Regions from separate parts of the Ovis aries genome. Here region 1 is linked to region 2. A link is a contact called in public Hi-C data. All regions are on one chromosome and are shown on one strand. The core of a region is the stretch at or near the end of the contact, and the rest is flanking DNA. Distances in the headings are between cores, read along the strand shown. Region 1 has its middle 33 kb from the start of SLC22A16. Region 2 holds the start of GTF3C6 (general transcription factor IIIC subunit 6).

The links. Hi-C and Micro-C count contacts between places; a contact is called where the count stands out from the background.
Region 1: a Hi-C map of hypothalamus shows a contact between it and region 2, with 4 times the contacts expected there. The contact joins the enhancer-like site here to the promoter of GTF3C6 in region 2. A contact is called at or near these places in 10 of 16 Hi-C or Micro-C datasets (hypothalamus, liver, mesenteric adipose tissue and 6 more).

The regions. Positions count from the first base shown.
Region 1 is chr8:27,023,823-27,026,522 of ARS-UI_Ramb_v3.0, reverse strand. No RefSeq gene overlaps it. Among named protein-coding and RNA genes, the nearest start is that of SLC22A16, 33 kb to the left of the region's middle. Within about 2 kb of position 1,297, at least 12 of the 54 cell types and tissues checked have an H3K27ac peak or open chromatin away from gene starts, as enhancers often do. A contact at or near this core is called in hypothalamus, where this site is marked.
Region 2 is chr8:26,694,486-26,697,185 of ARS-UI_Ramb_v3.0, reverse strand. GTF3C6 (general transcription factor IIIC subunit 6) reads left to right here and starts at 1,342. Exons shown (of 6, transcript XM_027972368.2): 1 at 1,342-1,483; 2 at 1,831-1,911. The coding sequence starts at 1,355.

The DNA.
Region 1 (2,700 bases), core at 48-2,547, 330 kb before region 2:
GAGTGGTTACTCACTCCAATATTCTTGCCTGGAGAATTCCATGGGCAGAGGAATCTAGGGGTCTACAGCCCATGAAGTCACACAGAGTTGGCCATGACTGAATGACTAACACAGGAGTCCAGGAATGGGTGGGTGACACCTCAGCTTAGAGGCTCACAAGGCTGCAGTCAAGGTATCCTCCAGGCCGTGACCTCATTCATGGCTCCACTGGGGACAGTTATTGACAGAATTCATTTCCTGGTAGGACGGAGGATTTCGTATCTTGCTAGCTATTGGCCAGAGGCCACCCCCTGCTGCTAAATGATGCCCATAGTTCATTACTCACCACATAGGGTTTCACAGCATGATCACTTGCTTCCTCAAAGCCAGAAAGAGACTGTAGCAAAGTGGCTGCTGAAATCTGAAGTAACATAGACATATGATCACACATACTCATGTGTGTCCCATCAACTTTGCCATATTCTATTGGTTAGAAGTGAGCCACAGGTCCTGCTCACACTCAAGGCCCAAAGCAAAATCTGTTGAAGTTGATGGGGAAAATGTACATGACCATACCGATCCTTTGTTTAAAAAATAGTTCTACATAGATGGTCCTTGTACACTGCATTGTATGGTGGCTTCTTTTCCATGTATGTTTTTAATCCCCTATTTAGGCCATAAATTCCTGAAGAATGGGGAGTATCTTACACTCTATAAGTCCCAGGGCACCCAGGAGCAGTGTCTCACATGTATTAAGTACTCAAGAAATATTTGGTTAGAGTCAAGTTAGCACAGTGGGAAATGTGCAGGCTTATGGAATCAGGGGAAGATTCATTCAAATCCCAGCTCTGCCATTTAATAACTGGGTAAACACACAACAATTACTTCCTGTCTCCAAGCTTCAGTTTCCCTATATAACCTCATAGCTTTGAGATGCAATGAGGTAATGTGTACAAACTGCCTGTCACATCTGCTACATGGTAGCAATTATTGTTATTTATAGATGGGGCTAGCTGTAAAATGTTAAGATGCTTAAGCTTTAATATCAAACAAAATTAAAACTCAGTTTTCTGTGATGAGTTTTTCTTTGCATCTGTGAAAGCGTTAGGATTCCTTTCAACTGTAGCTCCCCTTGTGTAAGAACAGTCCCACTCAGATGTCCATACTCTCAGGTGCCCCAGCAGTGACCCTCTTGTCAACCACCTTCTGCAAACTCTCTTTTCTGTTGAACAGTTTCCCAGATAAATCTGGTCATTAACAGTGTTAAAATACAGCAGGGTGTGTCTTCTGTATTCTGGTTGTAATCATTTTTCTGCCACAAGGGGGCGCAGCGTGACTGCAGGGAAAAACTTGCAGTCCTAAGTTAATATTACAAGGCAGGATAAGCTGTGTTCCATTCATTGTTTTCATTTGAAGATAGTTTTTTTTGTATATTTGAATTAATTTTGTTCTTTAAAGCAAGAATAATTGAAAGCAGGAAGCTTCCACCATTTGTTTCTGGAAGGTCTTTTCCCATGCTGTAACTGGTTAAGCATAAACTTAGCATCATTCTTCTCTGTTTAAAATACTGTGATTCATCTCCTTTCTGGGAGTCATTTCCTTTAGGACCTTAAGAGGCCTTCCAGCTCCAAATTACTGTACATTCCCAGTTCTTGTTATGTTTCCTGCAGGCCATCAAGTTCATGGGTTTTATTATCGCCTTGCAAATTAGTAGAAAAAAATTTACTAGCCCATAAACATTTTATCAGTCTTACTTGCTCCTGGGGGCAGATTGGTAACAAAATAGCTGAAAGCACTATTGTGTATAACTTAGCTATGAAACTAATTATTGTTGTGCAAACAGTTTCTAGCTCTTCATTTTCTCCTGGCACGCACAGTGGATGTGGGCATGAGTGTAACTAAATAAACCTGTTGCCCTACACTGCATGCAGCCTGTGGCATGCGTGCATGGCAAGCGTGATACAGGCAGATTTCACTGACAGATGAAAGTCTCTCTCCTATGAGAAGTCACAGTGGCATGTGAGAATGTGCTCATTCCCTCCTCTTCATCTTGCCCCTCCACTCCCCCTAAGCTGCCCTTGGATGCCCAGTGGGAGAGTGGGCAGAACCTTGGCACATGATTTTACAAAGGTTTCTGGTGTCTGGACTGAAATGGGTGCCTCCGCACTCAGGAAGTTGGCACCTGTGGGGGTGTAATGCAATGTTCCAAGTCACTGTCTGCTTTTCCCCCTCTGCAAAGTCACGTGTGTTTCTTTATGGTTGCCAGGCCCTTTTCAGTCTAGAATTCATGTTCCATGCCAGCCTTAATGTGGTTCCGGGTAAATGCCCATACTCCTGTATTTCAGTAATACCTGTCCCTAAGGGTGCTGTGGTCCATCCTTCTCTTTCACACCAGTTATGGCTCTGTCAAGGCGGCAGGTAAACCGCACAGTGGTTAATAATGGGAGCAGATGTACTGCATGAGAGAGATGCCCCCAGTAAGGAAGAGGGCAGGTGAAGACAGCAGCGGAGAAGGGGCCGAATCTTTGTCAAACGTGGGTACTTCTCTCCTCTTAGGTCAAGTCAGTGGCAGTCTGACTGATATCATTATTGGGCATTGGCTCCTGACCTGAACCTGTCCCACAAGCAAAGGGCGTTGATGAGGTTTGTGGAGAGCTGGCAGCAGTAGAATAGGGTGACTGAGATCAGGACTCCCAGGGGCTCTGAGGCCTAAGCTGCCAA
Region 2 (2,700 bases), core at 93-2,592:
TTGCCTAAAGCCTTGCAGTTAATAATGCAGCAAAATCAGACAAGTATCAGACCCTAACTCTCATACTCTATGGAGGTAGATCATCCTGTCTTTCTACAACGGTCATTTATTTTATAATCAGAAAAATCCATGAAGTTAGTTTTAGAAAAATCCTGTTTGAAACTTCACTTTACTTATTCTCGACTAACTACTAAGTCGCTTCAGTCGTGTCCGACTCTGTGTGACCCCATAGACAGCAGCTCACCAGGCTCCCCCGTCCCTGGGCTTCTCCAGGCAAGAACACTGGAGTGGGTTGCCATTGCCTTCTCCAATGCATGAAAGTGAAAAGTGAAAGTGAAGTCGCTCACTCAGTTGTGTCCAACCCTCAGCGACCCCATGGACTGCAGCCTTCCAGGCTCCTCCGTCCATGGGATTTTCCAGGCAAGAGTACTGGAGTGGGGTGCCATTGCCTTCTCCTACTTAGTCTCTGCTGCTGCTAAGTCGCTTCAGTCGTGTCCGACTCTGTACGACCCCATAGACGGCAGCCCACCAGACTTCCCCGTCCCTGGGATTCTCCGGGTAAGAACACTGGAGTGGGTTGCCATTTCCTTCTCCAATGCATTAAAGTGAAAAGTGAAAGTGAAGTCGCTCAGTCGTGTGCGACTCTTAGCGACCCCATGGACTGCGGCCCACCAGGCTCCTTCGTCTAGTACTCCCCAATTTCTGTCTCTTACAGCGCTTAGGGCAATCGGATCTCCATCTGCCATTCCTACATCTTTTTTGCGTGCTAAGTCGCTTCAATCGTGTCCCTCCTATGGGACCCTACGGACTGCAGCCCGCCAGGCTCCTCAGTCCTTGAATGGGTTGCCATGCCCGCCTCCAGAGTATCCTCCCAACCCAGGGATCGACCCCCTCCTACTGTATTGGCAGGCGGTATCTTTACCACTAGCGCCACCTGCGAAGCCTGCAGCTTTTGCAGGGTCCTGAAACCCAAGCTCACTTCTTAGCGCAGTGAAGTGTGCCCTTAGCTTGGCTCGGGGAGAACTTGAATTGAGGATGAGTGTTTACACAACATAAAGAATTTCTTTCAAAGCAATGTAGGATGGGGATACTCTAAGCCTCTCCATTCCCCTCGCGCACGGTGGCCTCTTTGCCTGCACCTTCTTGATCTCCTCTGCCTCGCTCGCCAGTGGGCTCGTCCCACCAGCGACGGGAGTCCGAGGGCTCCCTAGGTCGCCGAAGCTGCCCGACAGAGGCCAGAGTCCTGGCTCCAGCTCTCGGAGGGGAACAAGGAGGTCCACGTGGGCCCGGGGGCCGCCATCTCGCGTGCTGGCAGCAGCGGCGGGCGCAGCCGGAGCCGCTGCCCTTACTCAAGATGGCGGCCCTGGCGGGCGGGGCCCACGGTTCGCTGGCGGCGCAGAGGAGCGGCGGCATGGCGGCAGCTGCCAAGGAGCCGAGTTGGGTGGACTGGGACGAAGAGGAGGAAGAGGAGGAGGAGGAAACAGTGAGTGCCACGGTGGAAGCCCGCGCGGTGGTGGCGGGGGTGGAAGTGGCTGTGTGCGCGGCAGGGAGTCGAGGCGCGGCCCCGGGGCGCCTGGCGGGATTGTGCCCCCGAGCGCGCGGGGCGGAAAGCAGCTGCCCACAGCCCTGCGGGCCACGCGGACGTTCTAGAGGGAAGGAGGGAGGTTACCTTCGTTAACGGAGCGCGCTTCCTCTCCTTGAAAGCAGAACGTAATTTTCACGAAAGTGGAGTCGTTTCACTGCGAGTGTTTGTTTGGCTTTTCTCCTTAACTGCCTGCCTCTTCCTGCATTCTCACAGGCTAACGCGTTAACCCTTCTTTCTTCCACCAGGAGCAGTTGGTTATGGTGGAATTATCAGGAATTCTTGATTCAGACTTGCTCTCAAAATGTGAAAATAAATGCAAGATTTTGGTGAGTCTTGTAGAATTGGTGGGTTGTTGTAGGTTTTCTTAAATCTGAAACAAGAATGAATGGTGACATACCCATCCCCTTTAGTTGAGACAGTTCAGTTAAGTCGCTCAGTCGTGTCTTTTTGCGACCTCATGGACTGCAGCACGCCAGGCTTCTCTGTCCATCACCAGCTCCCAAACCTTACTCAAACTCATGTCCATTGTGGTGATGCCATCCAACCATCTCATCCTTTGTCGCTCCCTTCTCCGCCTGCTTTCAGTCTTTCCCAGCATCAGGGTCTTTTCAAATGAGTCAGTTCTTCGCATTAGGTGGCCAAAGTATTGGAGTTTCAGCTTCAGCATCAGTCTTTCCAGTGAATATTCAGGACTGAGTTCCTTTAGGATGAACTGGTTGGATCTTCTTGCTGTCCGAGGGACTCTCGCAGTCTTCTCCAATGCCACAATTCAAAAGCATCCCCTTAAAATAGATTAATTCCAGGTATACAGAGCAGTGAACCATTGGAGACAGTCACAGTACAGGGAGCTATGGGAGCAGCTGGGAGAAAGCTAATGCCCAACTTCTACAGCATTGTCGACTACAGAAAGATGCACAGCTTGAGAGTTGGGAGTTAAGTTTTTTGGGGCAAAATGAGAACTGCAGCCAGGGAGGCAGCATCTCTGATAGTTCTGAGAGACTGCTCCAAAGAGACAGTGGGGAAAGGTCAATATATAAGATTTTGGTGAAGGAGGAGTTCAGTACCATTAAGCACTCATATTACAAAATGTTTTCTGCTAGTCACAAGGATTTGAT